Regions from separate parts of the Mus musculus genome. Here all the other regions are linked to region 1. Evidence: chromatin contacts called from public promoter capture Hi-C data. All regions are on one chromosome and are shown on one strand. Each heading gives the region's core, a stretch centred on a gene start, on an enhancer-like site or on the middle of the called end of the contact. The rest is flanking DNA. Distances are from core to core; before and after follow the strand shown. Region 1 holds the start of Anapc5 (anaphase-promoting complex subunit 5). Region 2 holds the start of Sh2b3 (SH2B adaptor protein 3). Region 3 holds the start of Vps33a (VPS33A CORVET/HOPS core subunit). Region 4 holds the start of Diablo (diablo, IAP-binding mitochondrial protein). Region 5 holds the start of Mlxip (MLX interacting protein). Region 6 holds the start of Tctn1 (tectonic family member 1). Region 7 holds the start of Pptc7 (PTC7 protein phosphatase homolog).

What was found. Promoter capture Hi-C pulls out the DNA fragments that hold promoters and counts their contacts. Capture Hi-C pulls out chosen DNA fragments and counts their contacts.
Region 2: a promoter capture Hi-C map of pre-B cells shows a contact between it and region 1, with 3 times the contacts expected there. The contact joins the promoter of Sh2b3 here to the promoter of Anapc5 in region 1. A contact is called at or near these places in 1 of 39 promoter capture datasets (pre-B cells) and 1 of 115 datasets of contacts at active chromatin or transcription factors (astrocytes).
Region 3: a contact with region 1 is called in a promoter capture Hi-C map of pre-B cells, with 3 times the contacts expected there. The contact joins the promoter of Vps33a here to the promoter of Anapc5 in region 1. A contact is called at or near these places in 1 of 39 promoter capture datasets (pre-B cells), 1 of 115 datasets of contacts at active chromatin or transcription factors (effector CD8 T cells) and 1 of 9 other capture datasets (pancreatic islet).
Region 4: a contact with region 1 is called in a promoter capture Hi-C map of liver, with 2.4 times the contacts expected there. The contact joins the promoter of Diablo here to the promoter of Anapc5 in region 1. A contact is called at or near these places in 1 of 39 promoter capture datasets (liver), 2 of 115 datasets of contacts at active chromatin or transcription factors (astrocytes and memory CD8 T cells) and 1 of 9 other capture datasets (liver).
Region 5: a promoter capture Hi-C map of pre-B cells shows a contact between it and region 1, with 2.6 times the contacts expected there. The contact joins the promoter of Mlxip here to the promoter of Anapc5 in region 1. A contact is called at or near these places in 1 of 39 promoter capture datasets (pre-B cells) and 1 of 115 datasets of contacts at active chromatin or transcription factors (memory CD8 T cells).
Region 6: a contact with region 1 is called in a promoter capture Hi-C map of hematopoietic stem and progenitor cells, with 2.8 times the contacts expected there. The contact joins the promoter of Tctn1 here to the promoter of Anapc5 in region 1. A contact is called at or near these places in 3 of 39 promoter capture datasets (the HPC-7 cell line, hematopoietic stem and progenitor cells and liver).
Region 7: a contact with region 1 is called in a promoter capture Hi-C map of pre-B cells, with 2.5 times the contacts expected there. The contact joins the promoter of Pptc7 here to the promoter of Anapc5 in region 1. A contact is called at or near these places in 2 of 39 promoter capture datasets (liver and pre-B cells) and 1 of 115 datasets of contacts at active chromatin or transcription factors (effector CD8 T cells).

Annotation. Positions count from the first base shown.
Region 1 is chr5:122,819,746-122,822,982 of GRCm38.p6, reverse strand. Anapc5 (anaphase-promoting complex subunit 5) reads left to right here and starts at 1,641. Exons shown (of 17, transcript NM_021505.3): 1 at 1,641-2,003. The coding sequence starts at 1,833.
Region 2 is chr5:121,835,354-121,838,590 of GRCm38.p6, reverse strand. Sh2b3 (SH2B adaptor protein 3) reads left to right here and starts at 1,732. Exons shown (of 8, transcript NM_008507.4): 1 at 1,732-2,041. It overlaps Gm32422 (a long non-coding RNA gene), which reads right to left and starts at 430. Exons shown (of 2, transcript XR_387683.2): 1 at 1-430.
Region 3 is chr5:123,571,299-123,574,535 of GRCm38.p6, reverse strand. Vps33a (VPS33A CORVET/HOPS core subunit) reads left to right here and starts at 1,521. Exons shown (of 13, transcript NM_029929.3): 1 at 1,521-1,656; 2 at 2,994-3,059. The coding sequence starts at 1,555.
Region 4 is chr5:123,522,664-123,525,900 of GRCm38.p6, reverse strand. Diablo (diablo, IAP-binding mitochondrial protein) reads left to right here and starts at 1,737. Exons shown (of 6, transcript NM_023232.3): 1 at 1,737-1,830; 2 at 2,520-2,646. The coding sequence starts at 1,781. Mir7647 (microRNA 7647) reads left to right here and starts at 3,206; the gene lies at 3,206-3,237.
Region 5 is chr5:123,393,084-123,396,320 of GRCm38.p6, reverse strand. Mlxip (MLX interacting protein) reads right to left here and starts at 1,523. Exons shown (of 17, transcript NM_133917.3): 1 at 979-1,523. The coding sequence starts at 1,391.
Region 6 is chr5:122,262,852-122,266,088 of GRCm38.p6, reverse strand. It overlaps Tctn1 (tectonic family member 1), which reads left to right and starts at 1,629. Exons shown (of 14, transcript NM_001039153.3): 1 at 1,629-1,951. The coding sequence starts at 1,720.
Region 7 is chr5:122,282,759-122,285,995 of GRCm38.p6, reverse strand. Pptc7 (PTC7 protein phosphatase homolog) reads right to left here and starts at 1,598. Exons shown (of 6, transcript NM_177242.4): 1 at 1,087-1,598. The coding sequence starts at 1,327.

The DNA of each region.
Region 1 (3,237 bases), core at 392-2,891:
GGTCCTGAGCTCAATTCCCAGCAACCACATGATGGCTCACAACTATCTGTACAGCTACAGTGTACTCATATACATACATAAATAAATAAATCTTTTAAAAAACTTTAAAAAATAAAGAGCTATGAAAACTACTGAGAATGACTAATCACTGATAATATTTTTATTTTAAAATACTTATTTATTTTTATTTTATTTGTACGAGTACTTTGCCTGCATATATATCTCTGTACCACATGGCTGTCTGGTGCCCGCAGAAGCCAGAAGATACTGATGGACCATGTGGGTTCTGGGAACCAAACCCAATTTCTCTGCAAGAACAGCAAGTGCTCTAGTGCTCTTAACAACCGGGCTGTTTCTTCAGCCCTGATAATAATACTTTAAGCTCTAGAGAACTAAGTGTCTTGAGAAATACAGATAAGTAGAAGGGGCATTGTGAAAAGTCAGACTGAAAATACTGTAGACCGGGGGTTGGTTTTAAGAGCTTCATTTACCTGATGTTGGACTTTGTAGTGACTTAGGTGGGATACAGATATCCATTCACAAGAAGGTGGTCTTACCTTTTGTTTCACTATGGGTATCGCACTTGCAAACTGACACGTAGCTGCCTACAAATGGCATTTGTGAGATGTTGAAGAAAAACATGGGCTCTTGTCCTTACAAAAGGAGAATAAGGACAGGCATGGTGGCTCCCTACTGCTAGTAGGGAGGCAGAGGCAGGTTCTACAAAGGGCTGCATGGTGACACCTTGTATCAAAAAAATTTAATATGAGTGAAAAAAATGCTTTTTGTTTTTGTTTTTCTAGACAGGGTTTCTCTGTGTAGCCCTGGCTGTCCTGGAACTCACTCTGTAGACCAAGCTGGCCTTGAACTCAGAAAAGAAATCTGTCTGTCTCTGCCTCCCACGTTCTGGGATTAAAGTCGTGTGCCATCATTGCCTAGCGAAAAAAAAGTTTTTTGAGGCAGGGTCTTCTTAACTATGCAGACCTAGCTGGCCTGGAACTGGCTTTATAGACCAGGTTGGCCTCGAATTTATGGAGATGTGCTTGCCACTGCCTGTGCCTCCAGGTTGCTGGAGTAAGAGGCAGGGAGCTATCACATCTAGTATGCAAATATAATTTAAACATGCCAATTTAATCCCATTGCTTTTAAATACAATGATTTAAAAATGTCTTTTGGGCAGGGTAGATCATTCAAATCATCTCAGCTATTGTCGCGAGTTCAAGGCCAGTTTATGCTACTTAGTAAGTTTTTTTTTTTTTTTCTCCAAAAGGGGAGGAGCATCGCTTCAGCTGAAGGTCTTTGTTAAGAGAGCTTCCCTGGTATACACATATACAGGCGAGGTGTCTTGTTCAATTTCGTGTACCGCTAGAGGCAAAGATGCAATTAAATGGGGGCGAGAAGGAAGATCAAATTAAATAAATACACGCGTGGCCTGTAGTTCACGCTGTCTCTGATCAAAATCCCTGCGTCTTCCTCCCAGATCCCTGTCCACGTCGACTAGGAACCTGGTCGCCTTGGTTGAGCGTTTCTGTAGGGAACCGATTTGCCATAACACCATTTATGTCCCACCCCCTCCCCTACCCCCGCTCACTACAGGTTTGGCTGTTTTGATTGGCTGTCAGTCTTCCTTCTGGTCTTTGATTGGTCGAAGGCACCGCCGGGGTGGGAGAGGGACACTGAGGCCCCCGCTACTGTGGGAAACAGTCTTGGGCGGGTTAAGGTGCCGGGCGGCTGCAGCCATGGCGTAAAGGCGGCTCGTGGGCGCGGCGCGTGGCAGGCCTGGAGAGGGCCTGTCCTTGCCGGCGTCCACGAAGAGCCAGGACTTCAGCCCGATGATGACCAACGGGGTAGTGCACGCCAACTTGTTTGGCATCAAGGACTGGGTGACGCCCTATAAGATCGCCGTCCTGGTGCTGCTCAACGAGATGGGCCGCACGGGCGAGGGCGCCGTCAGCCTCGTGGAGCGGCGGAAGCTCAACCAGCTGCTCCTGCCCCTGCTGCAGGTGAGGGGCGCCCGCTCTTTCCCGCCCATTACCGCACGCGCGCGCGCGCTTCGCGTGGGCCCCGCCCTGAGCTGGAGGGCAGGGAAGGTCCAGCCCCGGGGGAGGGGCCCTGGGGGCGGGGCTTCATCTTGTCACTGAAAAAGAACACTAGCAACTGCATGATATTTCATCCTAAGCTAACCGGCATGGTTTAACTCTTTTCCTATAAATGATAAGTTTTGAGGGTTTTTTTTTTTGTTTTTGTTTTAACATATAGGTTCTTTTAGTTTGGTTTGTTTGTCTTTTTTTGTTTGTTTTTGGGTTTTTTTTGGTTTTTCGAGACAGGGTTTCTCTGTCCTGGAACTCACTTTGTAGTGGTTTGTTTTTCTTTTTTTCTAACTTGTTTATTTATTATATGTAAGTACACTGTAGTTGTCTTCAGACACCCCAGAAGAGGGGGTCAGATTTCATTACAGATGGTTGTGAGTCACCATGTGGTTGCTGGGATTTGAACTCAGGACCTTCAGAAGAGCAGTCAGTGCTCTTAACCGCTGAGCCATCTCACCAACCCGTGGTTTGTTTTTCAAGACAGGGTTTCTTTGTGTTGCCCTGGATGTCTTGGAACTCGCTCTGTAGACCAGGGTGGCCTCCAACTCAAGAGATCCCCCTGCCTTTGTCTCCTGAGTGCTGAGATTAGAGCTGTATACCCAGCCATACAGGCAATCTTAAAATAGTATATGTCAAATACAATTTCCCAAGAAGTCGAGTTGGGTTACCTACATCTAGAGTGGTGTAAACACTGACTTTCTAAAAATGGCCCCAGTGAGTAATTTTAAACCTTGTCTAGAGAAGGCTCTGCTTCTGGGTTAGCCTTCCTTCCCCAGTTCAGAAAACGATGAAATGTGTTTATACTCAGGAGAACTAGAGCACCCACCTTTGTATAGTGCTTCCCGGTGTGCAAAGCCTTTCACAGTCTCCCACTTAACTTTTCCACAGACAAAGGAGATAGTGATTATTAAGTCCATTTAACTGATGGAGACGGGCTCAGCGTTGCCTGTTAAGAGTAACAAAGGAAAGAGAGCCTTATCCTATAAATCCTGTTCATTTTTCTTTCTCCTTTTTTTTTTAATAGATTATTCCATTGACTAAAACCAATCTACAAATGTGAAGTATGTCTTCGTATTTTGCATAGTCAGGAAAATCCTGATTCCATGTGTCTCGTTTGGAATGATTGATAAATGACTCTTTTCAGTCG
Region 2 (3,237 bases), core at 483-2,982, 980 kb after region 1:
CTAACCAAGCTAGTCTCCACCGCAGCCCTCCTTAGGTGCTGCGTCCCCGAATGGGGACACCTACACCAGCCTCTGTGGCAGAGCTCATCTGGGCCTGCTCTTTCTCGCGATTCTTCATAGCTCCCCAGTGCCCTCAGGAAGGACCCTCCCTTCCCTGAGAAAAACAAACAAAAAACAAACCAAACCTGACTCTGCACCTAGACCTCTAAAATAGCACGTGTTCCTTCGTTGTAGGTGGGGCCATTGCTACTTTTCTAACAAGGCACTTTAGAGCCTCTGCATTTGGCGCTGCATTGACTGGGATTGCCTTCCCCCCTCATCATGTGGGAGATCGCAGCTTAAATATTACTCAAAGATTTCTCTTCCTGTGTCCCAAAGACAACTCCACAACGGAGCTGTCACCGATGCTGTCTCCCAACCAGAGTGGCGCCCCCACGAGGGAATCACTAACTGATGTCCACAAACACCTTATAGTGCCTAAGACATTGCCTTGGCTCGTTTTTTGGGGGTGGGTGGGTGGGGGCTTCTTCCAAGCCATTTTGCTACCAGGCTCCAGCTTGCTGCCGTCCGATTGTAGTGGAAATCCCCACCTACGGGGGAGTCCCTTCTTCGGGCTCCAACAGCAGGCCCGGGGACTGAATTCAGCCCGGTTGGTTAGGCTGCTCTAATGTGAGCAACTCACTTCTTCCAGTCCCTGAGTGGGCTGGAGACACGTGTTATTTCCATTTCATAGATGAAAAAACTGAGTTGGAGGGGGTCAAATATTTGGTCCCACGCAGCAAGGGGAAGGCTCCAGGGAGCCAGCGGCTCGTGGGAGCCTGTCGTCTGGGAAGGCTTGCAGTGGCCCCTCCAAGCTGGGGGCGTGGGCGGCCTGCTTCCTGTTGGGGGAGGGGGAGGGGACAGGCATTCCTCTTTCCCCTCCCTCCGTAGAGTCGCGGGGAAGACTGGCGTGCAGTGAGTGACTCCACTTCAGAACAGGGGCACCCCACTGTTAGCCAATGTGGCGATAGAGAAAAGGTAAAGGGCTAAGGGGCGCGCAGGCGTGGACGTTCAAAGGGCTCGGCTGCCTGGGATGCGAAGGAGCTCTTGGAGAAAGTTTCATCAAGCTAGAGAATGCGGCCGGGCGGCCAGGTAGAGAACAGCCTACTCGGCCCGTTCCGGGACTCCGAGGACCTTAGGAGGGGAGCGGACTTCAAATGGATGGCGCCGCGGAGGCAGGACGGCTCGGCGGAGTCATGGATAGTGGGGCCAGGGTGGGGCTGGCCCCTTCCCCTGGAGGTGATGAAAACCGCGGTCGCAGTTGCTAGACCCGGCCGGGCAAGCTCAGATAAGGTTGGGCTTGGAGGGAGTCCGCAGGGGCGCGCCCCTAGGAGGTCCCGAAGGTCGGGGCAGCCACGCCCATCGCGCGCCTAGCCCCGCCCCACCCCTTCTAGGGGCCCCGCCTTGCCGAGGCACGCGGTGACTGGCCAGCGCGAGAGGGGCGGGACCGAGCACGCTCCTCCCCTTCGAGATTCTTTATTTTATTATTATTTTTTTTCCCTTCTTTAGGGGGCGCGACGCAACTTGGGTGCAGAGAGCGCGCCTTATGGGGGCGGAGCTTGTCGCTATGCTACCTCCCACCGGGCAGCGGGCGGAGGCGCGAGAGGAGGGCGGGGCCGGGATAGGCTCCGCCCCCGGCCTCCGCAGGCGGCCCCGGGGCGTGGCTCTCTGTGGCCACGCCCCCAGGCCGCCCTCCGCCGCCGCGCGCGGCTCGCGGCTGGTTCCTCTTTACATAACGGCGTGGGGCGGCATGGGCTCGGGCCGTCGCCTCCGCCTGGCCGCTCTCCAGCCCAGACTGTCACGGGCCACACGGGGTCCACATCGGCGGCGGCAGCAGCAGCAGCGTCCTGGGGACGGCCCGAGGCCGCGTCCCCCGGCTGCTGTCAGGAGCTGGCGGCGGAAATGAGGCGCTGGCCGTTTTCCGAGCCGGGGTTTCCTGCCTGAGCGCCGAGAGGCCGTGCGACGCCATGGGCCGGCCGGGCCCCGACCCGCAGCTTGCGCGGTAAGCGCGGCCCGCCGAGCGTGTTGGAGGAACTGGGCCGGGCGGCCGTCCCCGGGTCCCGCTTCTGTTTTCTGGCGTTTCCTCATTCTGTTTCTCTTCCCCAATCCCAGACCGCAGTGATGTGGGCGCGGAGGTCAGTGCTTTCAGCTGGGGCCTCCGGAGAGGAGCCTGGCGGGGCGCCGCGGGAGGAACCGAGAGCTGTCCCGGCACACAGCGTGCTTGGGCCCCTGCCGGGGGGGGGGGTGTGCTGGCGGTGAGGGTGGGAGGGGGGGACACGTGTGTCACTAGTGCCCCGGTGATCAACCAAGGATGATATGCGGAGTCCTAAAGGTGAAATCAGCCAGAGATGGGGGAAGGGGGTGGGACAGGCCATGACAGGCCAGGGCCCGCTGGGGGAAGTTGAGGTTATAAGAGTTTTATGCTCTTAGGACACTTTCTGAACCTTGTTCCCCAGGCCTCCTCTGGGAGGAAACGCCATCTGAGCCAGGAGGGGTGAATACATTCTGGAACTTGTGCAGTCCCAATGGGTGGTCAGCTGGGAAGGGGCTGGCCCGCAGCAGCGGCAGCAGCTGTGGTTTGGGGATCTCAAGGGCTGGGCAGTGACAAGAGAGGAAACCGAGGGTCCTAGAGGCAGAACTTGTGTTCTTTCTCCTCTGCTCTCCAAGATGAGGGTCGCGACCTCAGTTTCCCCGCTGTTCAGTGAGTGAGAAGAGATTTGTGGTGCAGTTACAATGAGGTGGAGTTTTAATGAATGCTGTGTGGAAGGCACCTGCGTCCGGCTGGGAGAAGGGCTCAGTTACAGGCCGTTGGGAGAAGACCTCAGTTACAGGCCGTTGGTTTTCAGACTGTCCAGTTTTATTGACCCTGGCCCTGGGACCGTCCTCGGCTCTCTCCTGAGCATAGCTGCTCTGGGGTTTCCCGAGTCTGTGGGCAGGGAACTCTGAAGGACCCTGGGCAGGGTCAGATGACAAACCCCTTCCTGGCCTGGGTTCCCTCAGTTGACACCTAACTTGTGAGGGCCACCAGAGCACAGGATGGCTTGATCAGGAGGGCAGGCAGTCATGACAAGGGTGTTATCTGTTTTGTTGAGGTCATTTGCTGCTCCTCTTCCTTCCTGACTCTCTGGCACCAAATGTCACCCAGTGCCTGGTCCTCATCGTTCAAAATGTTCTTAGAGAAGTGACGGTCCTTTCCTT
Region 3 (3,237 bases), core at 272-2,771, 750 kb before region 1:
AACCACACAGTGGCTCACAACAATCCGTAATGGGATCTGATGCCCACTTCTGGTGTGTCTGAAGAGTGATAGTATATTCATTTACATAAAATATAAATAAGAATAATACCTTGCAACAGATTATTATTCTCAACTTCAGTATCATTAACTTGCCGTGAGTCCATGGAGATCAGAAGTGGGCATAGAGGATGTGGAACTGGAATGCTGGAGTTACAGGCAGTTTTGAGCTGGAACCCCAACTCTGGTTCTCTGGAAGAACAGCGTGTTCCCACTAAGCCATCTCTCTCTCTTATTTTTTAAACTGTGTTTGCCTGAAAGTATCTATCAGTGCTGTGTGCCTTGCTCTCCTAGGTGAGAAAGGGGCACTAGATCCCGTGTTAGCATTTCTTCCAGGCTCTGCTGCGCAGTTACCTGGCAACAGCCATGTGTGCCTGACTCAATATAAAAGAGGCTGCTTGCGGCCCCCCCCCCCCCACTCTCTTACCTTCTCTCTTCCCTCTCCCTTCTCTCTCCTTTCCCCTTTCCTGTCTGTCTCCACGTGTTCCTGGCCGGCCTCTACGCCTCTATTTTCTCCCTCTCCCCCTCTCTCTTTCCCTTCCCCTTTCCCTCCTCTCCCCTCCCCACCTCCTTCCTCAACTCCCCTCCCCATCTCCCCATGCCCTAAATAAACTCTATTCCATACTATATCCGTCATATGGCTGTTACCTCATGGGGAAGGGATGTCTCAGCATAAGCTCGCAGAGGCACCACCTTCCACCTCACCATACCTCACTCTATCAAGCATATCCCTGGCTTCCTTTTCTTGTTTTATAAAACACAACACCCTGGAACCGGAGTTACAGATGGTCACGAGCTATACTGTGGATCCTGGGAACCTGGTCTATGGGAGAGCAGCAGGTGCTCTTAACTGGTGAACCATCTCTCCAGTCCATTTATTGTTTGTTTATGTGGAGACAGGTCTCACTGTGTAGCCCTGGTTGTCCTGGAGCTCGCTATGTTTACCAGGCTGGCCTTGAACTTGGAGAGATAAGCTTGCTCTGCGATTGAACCACTTACTGGGTGTAGTAAGGTGCATTTTGTAGTTTGGCCTCGATCGCCATTTTACACCAGTATTCTAGCTGTGAAGACACAAGGATGGTGCTTTTAAACGCGACAAATAACATCTAAATTCCATCCTTAAGACCTGGGGATGGTGGCTCACGTCTTTAATCCCAGCACTTAGGAGGCAGAGGCAGGCGGATTTCTGAGTTCGAGGCCAGCCTGTTCTACAGAGTGAGTTCCAGGACAGCCAGGGCTACACAGAGAAACCCTGTCTCGAAAACAAACAAACAAAGTCAATTTTCACTGCTCACCATTCTTAGGCATGGTAGGGAAATACTTTAGAAAGGGGCGGGGAGGGGACTCCTCCTCGCATGCGCACTAGGACCTTGAAGGAGCATCACTGTCAGCAGGACTCCGCCTTTCGCGTTCAATGTGCCTCAGCGACTCGGATCACGTGAACGTCCCGTCACGTGACGCAGGCGGCGTCTGGGGAAATGCGGGTGCCCGGGCAAGATGGCGGCGCACCTGTCGTACGGGCGAGTGAACCTGAACGTGCTGCGCGAGGCGGTGCGTCGGGAGCTGCGCGAGTTCCTGGACAAGTGCGCTGGGAGCAAGGTGAGGGACAGGGCCCCGGCGCCACCAAGCTTGGCCGGGCGGGACTGTGCGAGGCCGTGGGGGCGATCAGGTCGCCCGCTCAGTGACAGCCCCTGGCCGGGAGCTCCCCGACCTGCGAGACAGTTGTCCTTTCCAGCCTGGAAGCACGCACGCCCACAGCCCTCGGCACACAGCTTGTGAAAGACAAGCTGTCACTTCGTAACTTCAACATGGATCGTTTTTTGTCTAGATCGGGGACTTCATAGAATTTCCTTTCTTCCTGTTTTCCTCTCAGTGTTTGAGACAGGGTAACGCTGTGTAGCCCTCGAACTCACTGAGATCCACCTGTCACTGCCTCTGAGTGCTGGGATCGGCTCTCCATTTTATTTTTGAGCCTATTCCTGGCTATATAGACTGTTCCTGCCGGCACTCCTCCTTTCTCTCGCCTCTGGCACTACAGGCATGAGCCATGCTGTGAGGTTTTCTTTTAAGCATTTTTTCCCTCTATTCTGAGATTTATTAATCATACCCCATCCCTCTACAGGGAATGGGAAGTTCTAATCTGAAGAAAAAAACAAAACAGATGCTCAAAGAATCAGTTTTGGGCCCGGCAGTGGTGGCGCACGCCTTTAGCCCCAGCACTTGGGAAGCAGAGGCAGACGGATCTCTGAGTTCGAGGCCAGCCTGGTCTACAGAGTGAGTTCCAGGACAGCCAGGGCTACACAGAGAAACCCTGTCTTGAAAAAACCAAGAACACTCCCTACCCCCACCCACCCAAAAAGAATCAGTTTTGTAAACATAGCTCCAACTAAGTCATTGAGTCAAAAAGGCAGATTATTAAATCACAGGGGGCAGTATTAAACTGAAAATGATGTCGAAATCAGATATAATAGATTGTGTGGACCAGGTTTACAAAGTGTTTCTCCTGGAGGAAGCAGGGATCTTTGATGCCAGTATCATGAAATTTCCCCCTTTGTGGAAGGTTCTTTTCGACCCTTAGGCTATAATGTGACCAGAGCCTTTAAAAATCCTAACTCTAACTTTTAGAAGAATATTCTGGAAAGGTGGCTTAGAGGTGAAGAGGGAGTGTAGCTCTTCCAGAGGAGCCCAGATCAGTTGCTGGCACCTACAGACAACCACTTGTAACCCCAGATCCTTGGAAATTTGATGGATCTGGCCTCTGAGGGGAACCGCACCCACCTGCACATACCCAGGCACAGACACATACAACTAGACATAATTAAAGTGGGGGTGGGGCAGGGAAAATATTAAACCTTATAAAATTATATTCTTACTGGTTATAACTGCCTTTTCTGTTGCTGGTGGTGGAATTTCTGAGTGCTTCTCCCCTCTTACAGGCAATAGTGTGGGATGAGTACTTAACAGGACCATTTGGACTGATCGCACAGTACTCACTACTAAAGGTAATATGCATATGCGATTTATCCAAGAATTAATAATTAATCTAGCCTAGTGCGGGTAATGGGATTCTAACATATCTTCCTGAATAATCACTTGCAAAGCTATCTGAGCTGAACAAACACTGGTATTAATACATGATTAACATTCAGCCTAGAGGGTGCCGCTCAGTGGTAGTGTGCT
Region 4 (3,237 bases), core at 488-2,987, 700 kb before region 1:
ACTGCTAAACTTTGTAAATTAGGATCACGTGCTCTGGGGCTATCATCTATGGTTCTCACACACACACATATTCATGTTCACACTTGTCGTTCTTAAAACAGCAGCTTTTCCATTACTAAGATAGTCTTGGTGAATGTGTAGTGGTTCTGCCAGATCCCAGACTTAACTGGGCTGCTCTCAGTATTAGCAGTATTGGAAGTACAGCCTGTCTGTAGTATTTAGACAAGCAAGACAAGAAGGGGCTTGAAATACCCCCTAGTGTACCACTTGTTCAGCCCATTTGAGTCAGAAGTCCTGGAAACTGCTGATGCCTCATCCTGTAGGCTGTGGAGGTAATGCAGGCAGAGGGCGGGCAGGGCTGTTAATGCCCCGCCTGGTCTGGCATTGCCTGTGCGCAGCTCCCTGGGAGCTCAGAAACCACACAGAGATTGTAATTGGTCGCTAGACCACACCTAGTTGTTGAGTGCTCCAGCTGCCTGAAGACCTCTCAGCTCTGCCCAGATCTCTGGAGTGCGTACAAGTCTACTTTCACCATACCTGAGAGCGGCTGTGGAAGCTGTGGAGGTGGAAGAGTCGTGGAAACTTTGCCAAGTAAGTAAATTGGGAAGAGTGGGAAACTAGAGGCTGCCATTGATGGTAACTGCTAGGCAAGGCAGCAATGAATTTGAGCTAGCTTGTGACTCTTAGCATCTGAGGTGAAATTAGCTAAGGGCAGATGCATAAAGCATATCAAGAAAGATATGAGTGAAATCGAGTTAGTACCCATCACTTGACACCCTTCAATTTTAATCCTGACTGGCTATTAGGCAAGCATACTGGGGGCACACACAAGAAAAAATCCTTAAAATCTATCATCGACAAGGCCAGGGGAATGACGGAGGGAATGAGCAATGTCCTGCTGCTTCCCCTCCACTATGAGACAGGGCCATAGACAGGGCTGCGGCTTGAGTGAAGGGAAAATAAAACTGTCTTCCACTAGCCCATTAGCGGCACCAGCTCCATTAAAAATGCAAGAGATGGTGGGAAGAGAGGGCGGTTGGAGCCTAATACAGAGTCAGGACTGGAAAAGACCAGGCTCCTTCCCTTGTCTGAGTTCAAGTGCCAGTGAGAGTGGGGGGCAACTACTGCTTTAGACTTTCAGTGTAGGGGAGAATAGCACTTTGGGCTTCCTTGGCCTTGGAAGAGTACTGTTCATTGCGTGCAGCCTGTGCGTGCTCAGGCTCCCGGTCTCTGCAGGGCGATGCAGACCTCGTCCACCATCCACGTGCTGCAGTTGCTGCGGGAGCTGCTCGCCTTCGTGCTCCTCAGCTACACTGTGCTCATCGGGGCGCTCCTGCTGGCCGGCTGGACCACCTACTTCTTGGTGCTGAAGTGACAGCGCCCCGGCCCCGCCCTGCTCCGCCCCGCCCCACCGCGCCTCGCCGTGGCTCCGAGCTTCCCCTCCCTGGCCACACAGTCTCCCTTTCCAGGAGCGGCCCCGCCTCGCCTCGCCCCCCAGCCCGCTGCCCGCGTCACGGCGCGCGACCCGGCTTCAGCACCCGTGCACTGGAGCCTGCGGGGACCGGCGACGAAGTCGGAGCGGTTGGAAGCCAGGTGCGACCGTTAGAGCGGTTTCCTGGTGTCCCGGCCCCGCCCACTCCGTTTGTCCAATCGCAACCGCGTCCTCCTCTGGGGGCGTGACCATGAAGCTCCGGGCTCCTTGGGCCCCGCCTCGCTTGCGCTTCTGCTTGCTATGCTGCGTCACTTCCGGCGCGTGCGTCCGGCGTCGGTCCGCCGCGGGATGGCGGCTCTGAGAAGTTGGGTGACTCGGAGCGTCTGCTCTCTGTTCAGGTACGGCCGCGGTAGCAGAGGGCGGGCGGCGGCGGAGAGGAACCGGGAGCGCCGTGCCGGCCAGTGCGTCGGCCCCGGGCCGTGGTGCTGCCGCGTCCCGCCTTCTTCTGAAGTTAGAGGCGGGCCCCCGCCTTCGTCCCTCGTCCTCCATCAGGGACGGGCGCCTGAAAGTGGTTCTCCTCCCACGCATCCCGGGGGCTGGCTTTGGGGGGTCCCCAGGGACACTGAGGGACAGCCGGGCCACGGCGTTGGCTGGCAGCGCATTGTTAGAGAGAGCACGGGTCCCCGTAAACTCGGCCACCGGCGACAGCGGCTCGCTCCCGGGATTTGCTGGAGGCGACCATTGGCGACACCTGGAACCCAGGTCCCGGGGTCTAAAGCTGAATCCTGCGCACTCCGGAGAGTTTTACGTTGGCGTCAAGTTGCTAATCGGCTGCGGCGACTTTGAAACTTCTCCGCCTGGCGGGACGCTTCCACGCGCATTGACCTGTCGCTCGTGGAACTCAGATCGCATGCCCCTGACTCCCGAGTGCCGAGACTTAACTGGCCGTCCTGTGGTTTATTTTCTTAGAAGATTGCGGGCACTTCCTCATTTAGTCTCATTTACTGCTTGGTCCAAAACTCCTGCAGACCACAGAGCCTTTTACAGATTGATTTTGGGCTTTTTAAATTTTGACTTATGTTTCCAGGTACAGACAGCGTTTTCCTGTCTTGGCTAACTCTAAGAAACGCTGTTTCTCAGAATTGATAAAACCATGGCACAAAACTGTGTTGACTGGATTTGGCATGACACTGTGTGCGGTTCCTATTGCTCAGGTAAGGGACTGTCATGTGACTATTATATATAGGGTAAAGGGGCCAGGGAAAGAACGCCCGGACCCTGACTTGCCCCAGAGACTATTTCCAAGTCTTAGTGAACTCCTGAGCATTGGACAAGCTGCCACACTTTCATAGGTACCCCCTTCCATGATGCCATGTACTGTACTAAACCCGCATCTTCCGAGTGGAGCACGTTTCCCATTTTCTCATGTTATAGAAACAGTGTTCTTAACAGATTCTGCCCCCACTCCACCACCCCTGAAACTGAGCATCAGTTGAACTGGGAAGTAGACCGTTATTCTTGTACCAAAATCGAAGGGGCTAAATTTTGCACATGTGCTGCTTAACCTTTGAGGGTCCTGAGGTTAAAAATGCATTGTAAAAGAACTGAAGTGGGGAGGGTAGGCAGAAACGGGAGGAATAGCCATGTGTTTCCCAGCAGCCATCAGGCAGCTCTCACCTTGTTGTAACTCCAGTTCCAGAGAATCTGACACTCTCACACAGACACACTTGGAGGCATGCATATAAAACACCATTCATATAAATTAAAAGTATGAACTACCACCTCCTGGCCTTTTTTTTAAAAAG
Region 5 (3,237 bases), core at 274-2,773, 570 kb before region 1:
AAAAGAGATCTCTGTCCAAAGCTGAATTCCCCGTTTCAGGGCAGTGTCTGGGATGTCAGCCCTACTGACATCTCACACATAAGTTTTTAGGGTCAGTCAGAAAACCCTCTAGCCAGATGTGGGCATGAGAGGCATATGTTTGTGATCACAGAATTTGGGAAGCGGAGGCAGGGCAGTCAGGAGGAGTTCAAGGCCAGCCAGCATCTGCTCAAAAGACCCTGGCTCAAAAAGGAAACAAACAAACAAAACAAAACAAAAACAAATTCCAACTTCCCAGGAAAATAAACTCCACAAGTCCACTGTGTGCAAAGGGTCCTGCCTCAGAATTTCCCTGTAAAGGAGATGTAAGAGAACCCAGGCTCCAGATGCATGGACAATCAGGAAAAGTAACTCACATTTAAGCAGCACCTAAAAACCCACTCGGCCTATCTCAACCCTTCCCTGAAGCAGCCCCCTAGAGGTCAACACTACTGTCACCCCCCACCCCGCCCCCCTTTATAGACAAGGAAACAGGCTCCAAGGCGTTACACAATCATTAAGATAGTGCAGCCAGCGCCCTAGCCACCCTGGACAGGTGATCTTAACCGTTGGGTGTTGCTGTAAACACACAAAGCAATAGAAGGAAGGGGTCCACAGAGCCAAAAGAAAAGGAGGAAAACAACAACACACAGCCTGTAGCTACACCTAACTCTTGTCTAAAACCGGTGACCACGGGCATTGGAGGAGGGGAGGGCCTGGATGGGGAACACGAAGCCGGAAGAACCCAGGAACGACCGGCTGACAGGGCTACAAGGCCGGAACCCTGGCGCCTCTCTCCATGGTGGAGACCCCAGACTCACAAATCGTCCTAGAAGGAATTTCCAAAGGGACAGTGTGAAGCCAAAGGTCCAAGCTGGGTTTTTGTTCAAGAGAGACCGGGGTGAAGATGGGGCTCGGCCAGGTCTGGGAGTCGGGTGGGGGCGTCACCGGGTCCCCTACCTGTAGGCCAGGGTCATGCACTCGAAGAGCTTGGTGAGCGACGCATCGATGGACAAGTGGCAGGAGCTGGTCTTGCCGAAGCTATAGGTCTGGCACGTCTGCTTGTTGACCGTGTCGAAATCATAGCCCTTCTTGGGCGGGTGCTCGCGGTGCGGAGAGGACACCATGAAGTGGCCGCTGTGGATGATCTGCTGTCGGCGCGGAGGCTCCTCGCGGCCCGGGCCGGCCCGAGGCGGCAGCGGCGCGGCGCTCGCGTGGGCCCGGGCTGAAGTGGCCACGCCGGAGGGGGGCGGCGGAGACGGCTCGTCTGTGTCCGAGTCGTCGTCGTCCTCGGGCACCTGAGGCTTGAGCAGCACCGAACGGCCCCGACTGCGGGGCCGGCGCGGCGAACACATGAAAACGTCGGCAGCCATGAGGAGAACCTGGTCCGGGGCATCCCCCGGGAGCCGGGGCGACGTAAAGCGGAGAAGCACGGGGAACGGAGGGGGCCGCCGGCCCGACCCGGCCCGGCCCTCGCGCAGACTGCCCGGGAACGCGCGGCCTGAGGGGGAGGGCGCGGGCCTCCTCGTAACGTCACTGTCGTCTTGGCCAATCGGATGCTCGCCTCTGCCTCTTAAAGGTGCAGGAGGAAGCTTTTCTTCTCCGGGCGGACAAAAAAAAAAAAAAGCCGGAGGCCACGCCTCCACGCCCGGCCCCTGGCTGTCCTCTTTCCCCTCCGGCTGGCCCTGGAGTAGAGAGACGAGAAAGCCAGGCCGCGCCTCTCGGGGAGCCTGGGCTCAGGGCGGCATTGGCTGTCTGTTCAACTAGTCTGGCTCCAGCCCCTGCCCCGCCTCCGCCACGCCCGGAGCTTGGGAATAGCCCTGCGGCCTCACTGCGGGCAAGGAGGGCACTCCACGTGGTGGGTAGGGGTGGAGCTCCTTCCCCCACATTAGGCCAGCTTTCTCCCTCCATACCCGGAACTGAGTCCTCAAAAGCCTTCCTGATTTTGTCTACCGTCCCCATTTTGTTGATGAGAAGATTGAGTTACCTACACTCTAAGGGGTGTGCCTAAGGTTCCAACAAGACCCAAGAGCAAGGCTCACAGAATCATCACATCCTTAGGGGCAGAAACTGACTCTCCCGGGTTAAGGCATGGCTCCTGGGCATCACCGCTCTTAAACAGTAGTAGAGTTCTGCAGGAGCCTAGCTGTCTGCCTCCAGACCCAACAACTTCAGCCACAAATCAAAATACTGTCGCTATTGTTTGGAAGTTTGGCCCAGAAGCCAAATTCCAAAGGGGAAGTTTGGAGCCTAGTTGTCTTTACTGCAATTCCTAGGTCTCAGAAAGTTGTGTCAACCTAAAAATAGCAATGAGCCAGTCATGGTAACACATGCGCGTGCCTGCAATCCTAACAGGAGGGGAGCAGAGGTGGGAGGATCAGAAGTTCCCCAAATTCTAGGTTAGTTTGAACTGCATGATACCCTGTCTCAAAGACACTTTTATTTTATTTTATATTTTAGGAAATCCAGTGAGATGGTTCAGTAGGTAAATAAAAGCACTTGCTGTTAAGTCTGACCTTCATTCCAACCCGTGGGACCCACAAGATAGAAGACTCCCAACAACTTAATCTCTGACCACCCCAACCCCACTGTGGCATCTGCGCTTCTCACGATAAATAAAGGTAAAAATAAATAAATAAAAGATTTTGTTTGGAGACAGAATCTCTACATGTAGTCCTTATGTAGACAAGGCTGGCCTTGTAACCACCACGAGAGATTATAAGAGGGGAAAAGATCAGGGTGTCTTCTGTATATGACAAGGAAGCTACACCTGTGAAATCTCCATGGTCTAAACAAGAACTACAAAATTGCAGCACCAGTTGACATCCCAAGATGGATGGGGGAAATCTCACAAGACCCCCTCTTAAATGGAGTTCAGGCAACTAATGATGCGGGGGGGAGAGAGAGAAAGAGTTATTCTCCAGGGAGAAGATGGGTTTTCCAACCCCACATAGTCACCTTTTCTAAACACATCCTATCAATACTAAAAGGACTCAGCAGGCTATATTTATACATGTGTGTGTGCCTGCATGTTTAAAAATAATAATTAAAGAAGAGGTCACATTTCAAAGGGAGTGAGAAAAAGACAAGGGAGGAGTTGGGTGGGGGTTGGGGAGTGGAAATGGTGTAAATACAGTACTCATGTATGTAATTATATTTAAAAGTGATGGAGAAAAAAAACACCTGAAAATATAATGGGGGTTATGGCTGGCCTAGGTA
Region 6 (3,237 bases), core at 380-2,879, 560 kb after region 1:
CTACAGTGTACTTACATATAATAATAAATCAATCTTTAAAAACCACTGAAAACTAAAACCAAACCAAATTCTACACCCAGTAAACTTGTTACTTGTTGCCAACAAAAATGTTGACTGGGAAGAAACTCCAGCATAGGTGACTACTATATTGCTTATATTCATATATTCAGTTTTGAATAATGGAAGCGTCACATTTAGATGTGTGCTTTTATTTGGGTGCACACACTCATGCAGGTGCCCCCAGGGACCAGAGGACCGGTTTATATCCTTTAGAGCTGGAGTAACACAGGTGAGAAGCCACCATGCTGGTGCTGAGAACTAAACCCTGGTCTTCTCCAAGCAGCAAGGGCTCCTAATGGCTGAGTCATCTCTCTAGCCCCTAGATGGACTCAGTGAATTATGATGGAAAGAAAGAAAGAAAGAAACTAACAAATGAGTCCCCACTGTCCCCTAAGGCTTTCGAAATGTATGAGCAGATAACAGTCTACACCTTGAAGTCAAATGTCAGAAAATTACATTGAGGCTTGAGACTGGATAAAAGGATTTTGAGAACTTTTCACAGAATGATTTGAAGCACAGGGCTGTAAGACTTAAGGAAGGGCTGGAGAGATGGCTCAGCGGTTAAGAGCTTGGGCTGCTCTTCCAGAGGTCCTGAGTTCAATTCCCAGCAACCACTTGGTGGCTCATGTCATGTCTATGACTGTCTCATGGGATCTGATGCCCTCTGCTGGTGTACATACATACAGACACAACACCATATACAAAAAACAAAACAAAACAAAACATAACTAACCCTTAAAAAATACCTGAGAGACAGAGGCAGGTGGTTCTCCGAGTTCGAGGCCAGACTGGTCCACAGAGTGCATTCTGGGACAGTCAGGTCTACAGAGAGAAACCCTGTCTCAAATTCCTCCCCCATCCTCCCCCTACCAGTAAACACACACACACACACACACACACACACACACACACACACACACACACGATGAGAAGAACATTCCAAATGATATAATCATAAAGGCAGATATGGAGGTTGGATGCGGTGGTGCATGCCTGGCATGAGGCACTGACATAGGGCTGCCTTGGGTTCGAGATTAGTCAGGCACAGAGAGATCCCGTCTAAAAGAACCAAAAAGTTAAGAATTCTTTTGTTTCTCTTATCATAAATAAATCCGTGGACAGAAGTGCTCTGGCGACCTCCTGCGATGTATCCAAAGGCAAAGAAAGTAAAGAAAGTGTTACATGGGGTAAGAAATTCAATGTAACTTAAAGGAACCAAGTCACTTCTAAACATGCGCTGCGGGTCTTTTATTAGAAATACTCTCTTCTAGGCTCTGCCCTAGTCTTGACTGACTCCGAATTCTGTGAGGCTATAGCTGGGAATCTACATTTTTAAAAAAAAAAAAAAAAACAACCACGCAGCACCCAAAGTGTCACAACAGAAGTTTACATCTTCCGATTTTCTGAGGGCTCCTTAGAAAGAGCTGTCTCATACCCCGCCCCCACCGGCCCCGCCCCTCCTCTCCGATTCCGCCCAGGCCCCGCCTATAGCCTCGCCCAGCTCCCGCCCCATTCGCGGGTCTGACTTCAGGCCCCACCTTCTTCCGCAGACCAGTTTGGCCTCGCGAGCCCTTTCCCGTGATACCTAGCGCTAGGCTGTGACTGTTGCCCGGGCAACAGACGGGCCTAGCTCCCCGGCGCGGGCTACTCTGCTAGGCCATGGGGTCGCGGGGTCTCCCGCCGCTCCTGCTGGTGCTCCTAAACTGCTACACCTCTTCGAGCACCCAGGTCATTGCCATCCCGGCTGCGGCCACCCCAGCAGTGACGAAGGAGGATCTCAATTCCACCAAGGCCACCCCCACCACTCTGCAGCCCTCCCTGTCGCCTAGGACCCCGGGAACTCCCAGGGCACCGGAGCGCTCTGGCCCCAGGCCTACCCCGGTCACGGACGGTGGGTACAAAGGGGTGACCCCCCTGGAGCGGGTACACCAGCTCAAAGTTACCCCCTTCTCAGCCTCCCTGTCGTTACCCTCAGGGGGAGATCGGATCTCTGGCACACAAATGCGGAGGGCGGGGCTCAGTTACTCCCTTTTCCGCATCATTGCAGACGGCTGCAGTGGGGTACTAGATAGAAACCTACAGAATGAGTTGAAGGCAGTACTGGTAGAAGAAAGAGTGCTAAGTGGATCTTCGTCCTCTCCACGCAGACACACGGACATGGGCATCCCAGTTGTGTCTAGATTACTGAGAGCCCAGCAGATATTTTCAGGGTGATTAAGTGCGTTTTAGACATTTTTTACCAGCTAAATGGAGTTATTAAACACACCTGTTTCATCCGTATCTACTTACCGCTCGGAATTTGAAGCTTTGGCAACAATTCGTGGTTGTAAATTTAAACACATGAGGTAGTGGACTTAATTGCTCTCTCCCTTTTACCCATCCCAGTGAAGGGAGTATGGCGTTCTTTTAGTGAGTACGCGCAGTTGTCCATGGCTAGAGAGGACCTAGTCAAGGAGGAGCTAATTTGTCTTTCGGACTAAGAAAGCATTTTTCATTTATCAATAAAACTCCCCTTTCCCTTCGTGCCTTTCCAGAGCGTTATACCACTTTCGGGGGGAATTTTTTCTAAATCTTAAAAAAGTATTTTAAATTGTGTGTGCATATTTGTATATGTTTGTGAGGATGGGGTGGATATATATTGGCGCCCTTGGAGAACCGAAGTGGGGAGCTGGAGTTTGTTTGAGAGCTGGCTGACTTGGGTCCTGGGAACAGAAGTTAGGTCCTGTATACAAGCAGTATGTGCTTTTAACTCCTGAGCCATCTCCCCAGCCTGTTCTAGAACCATTCCAGTCTCCTGCCTTCGCCTTCTTTCCTAACTTTGTTCCTGACAGGTTTGCTAAGTGACCCAGACTGGCCTGTAACCTGACATCTTCCTGACTCTGCCTCCCAGTTGCTGAGATTCCCAGGTGTGGGCCTCCCAGCCTGCCTCCCATCTCTAGAGCTTGTTTTTTTGTTTTGGTTTTTTTTTTTTTGTAAATTTTGAAACCATTCATTCATACAAATAAGAATGCTATGACATCCCGTCAGCATTTGGCTAAAATTCTTTGTTTGAAGCCTGAGATTATTGCCCCTCTTCCCCAAAAGGAAACCAAACATTACAGTTAAGATGCAGCCCAGGGGGCTGGAGAGATGGCTCAGTGGTTAAGAACACTGACTGCGCTTCCAGAGGTCCTGAGT
Region 7 (3,237 bases), core at 349-2,848, 540 kb after region 1:
AAAAAAAAACGGCAAACAATTACTGTCACAAAAACTATTATTTGCTCCGATGCCATATTTTGTCTAAGCCTATGAAGCTTTTAAGTAACCATAAACTCAATGTCACTGGAGAAGTGAAACCAACGTGACATTTGAACCTAGGCGCCAATGACAGTCTGTCCTTCAATATCAAAAGAAGAGCTTCCCGAACTGAAAGACCTTTAGTGGCATACAGGGAACTCTCCAAGGGCATACCCTAGGTAAAGTTTCTGACAGCTTGTGCATTTGTTTAGGCCTTTGGACAGCTCTCTCTCTCTCTCTCTCTCTCTCTCTCTCTTTCTCTCTCTCTCCTCTCTCTCTCTCTCTCTCCTCTAGTAACTGGGATAGATCTTAGGAAGCACCTGTGGCCTAAAAAGCTGTGACCGAGTCTCACAGCCTTTTTGGCTGCAGCCTACAAGCAGGTCCAGCCATTCTATTTTGGGTCAAGGAGACCTTTCTGCCACCCCCAAGTGACCTCAAGTAGACAAGCTGGGTTAGGGAGAAAGCACTGCTAGAATTTCTAACCAGGCCAGCAGTCCACCCACAACCCCACGGCCCTTCCCGAAAAGGATGGCAATCCGAGGACGGTCCAGGCAGCGGGAAGAACCCACGACGGGGGGCTGTGGGCTCCCCGCCGTCTGTCTTCGGGTCTGCTCCCGGATCCCGCAGCTGGGACCGGGCCGTGGCGTCAGGAGCTCGCCAAGAAGCAGGGATTCCCGGGGCGCCAAGAGGGAGGAGGGAGTGAGGCAAAGCGAGGTTAGCAGCCTGCAGGTGTCGCCGAACGAGGAGGACGAGGTCGCGTGGGGGCTGTGACTAAGAAGAGTGCGCGGTTCTGCACCGGGACGGACTGGACACATTCCCAAGGCGGTGACCTTGGGCACGTGGCTCCACCGCTCTGTCCCTCAGTTTCCCCATTTCTAAAGTGTGGGGATGGGGAGGGAGGGATCGTGAGGCAGAAAACGCATCTCGGGGCGCTCGGCAAGGCGCTGCGCTGCGCTCAGCGGAGGAAGCAGGGAAGACTCGCACTCCGGAGTCCCCAGGAGGCCGACTTGGGGCCGGGGGACTCACCCAGGACGTCGGCCGAGCGGTGGCGGGCCACGAAACACGCGTCGTCCCCGTAGCACGCGCCCTTCTTGAGCAGGCCCTTACGGAAGTCCTTGCCGAAGCCGCAGCCCGCCGTCACCAACCCGTAGTCGCCGCTGCTGCCACCACCGCCGCCGCCGCCGCCGCCCGCCCTGGGGTCGGTCTGCGACAGGCCGCCGAGCACGGCACGGGCCACCAGGCGTCCATACGACAAGACCGAGAACATCGCCGCCGCCGCCCCCCCGAGGAGGCGCGGGGCCCGGGGCGCCGGAGGACGCCGAGGCCCGGAGCCGGCTCTCTCCTCCGCCGCAGCCGCGCCGCCGGGGCGTTCCTCAGGGCGGCGCGCACTGGCCACTGCCGCCCCTGCCCGCCGCACGGGGCCTCGCACACGCTCTACCGCACGCACTGGAGCCAGAGCGAGGTCAGAGCCGGCGGCTCCTCCGCCTCAACCACACTGGGGTCCCGGCTGCAGCCGCCGCCGCCGCCGCCATCTTCCGCTCCACTAGCGTGTTCCGGGCCGCGCCGGCAGCGCCGCCCCCTCTCCGACCCCGCCCCGGCCCCGCCCCCTCTCCGCGGCTCAGGTCCAAGCCCCGCCCCCTCGGACTCGCAGCCCTATGTAGTCACCGGAATCGAGCGTGCGCAAAGGGTGTGGGCGCAGTGTCTCCTGGAAGTCGTAGTTAAGAGTTATAGTCGCTTTGGTCTTGGCTACCTGTGATCCAGGAGTTAGATTTACCAGAGGACTGTAAATTATTGAGAATGACCGGTAGACTGGGTTGTTGGGGGTTTTTTTTGGGGGGGAATTAGAATGGGTGTCCTGTTTTGATTTTTTTTCTCTCTCACCACCTTTTTTTTTCCCTCTTCTGATTTTTTTGAGATAGAGTTTCATCAAGCACAGGCTGACCTCAGACTCGCTCTGTCACCAAGGTTGGCCTTGGATTCCTTCTGATCTTGCCTACAGCTTCTCAAGTTCAAGGATTACAAATTATGTGCCACTATATCTTGTTTAACAGTTTCTTCCATACACACCACATACACACACCCTCTCTCTATATATATTCCTTTACATAACTGTAAGAAACCAAGATTGGGATTCTACACCATCTAGTATACTGGGTGAGAAACGGCAATCCTAACATTTCCATTATTCCTGTGTCTTGAAAGCCCCAGATCTAGTACCCTAGATCCTAAGTTTGACAGTCAACCTGGCCAAGCAGGTCTTTTTCCTGCCTCTGATTTGGAGGCCTTCAGAAACTGTGGAGGGCTGAGAGAACTGCCAAGATGAGGCCTCTTTCTCCAGCCACAGCTGCCTTCTCTTTTCAAGAGGGTCATCCCTTGGCAGAAAGAAGGGGTCAGGCATGATGGCCTATAGCTCTAATCCCTGGCAGTTAGGAGGCAGAGGTAGGCAGATCTGTGAACATGAGGCCAGCCTGATCTACATAGTGAGTTACAGGTCAGTTAAGGTTACATAGACACCCTGTCTCAAAAAAGAAAGAAAGAAAGAAAGAAAGAAAGAAAGAAAGAAAGAAAGAAAGAAAGAAAGAAAGAAAGAGAGAGAGAAAGAGAGAGAAAGAAAGAAAGAAGAGAGAGGGAGATAAAGAAGAGAGGGGGCACTTTCTATTTTATTTTTTCTAAAACTCTTGGCCTATTTGAACAAAGATCAAACAGCCTTCCCCAAATATTAACAATTGTAAGTTATTTCCCTAAGAAATTATTTCAGTTGAGTAACAGCAAAGACTCTTTATCATCATCATCGTCATTACTGTTCTTTTTTTTTTTTTTTAAGATTTATTTATTATTATATCTAAGTACACTGTAACTGTCTTCAGACACACCAGAAGAGGGCGTCAGATCTCATTATGGATGGTTGTGAGCTACCATGTGGTTGCTGGGATTTGAACTCAGGATCTTCGGAAGAGCAGTCGGTGCTCTTAACCACTGAGCCATCTCTCCAGCCCGTCATTACTGTTCTTAAGAGAACTTTTTAAGCTGAGCAGTGGTGGCGCACGCCTTTAATCCCAGCACTTGGGAAGCAGAGGCAGGTGGATTTCTGAGTTCGAGGCCAGTCTGGTCTACAGAGTGAGTTATTCTTATTTTATGTGTTTTTTCTACATGTGTGTCCTATGTCATGTGTGTGCA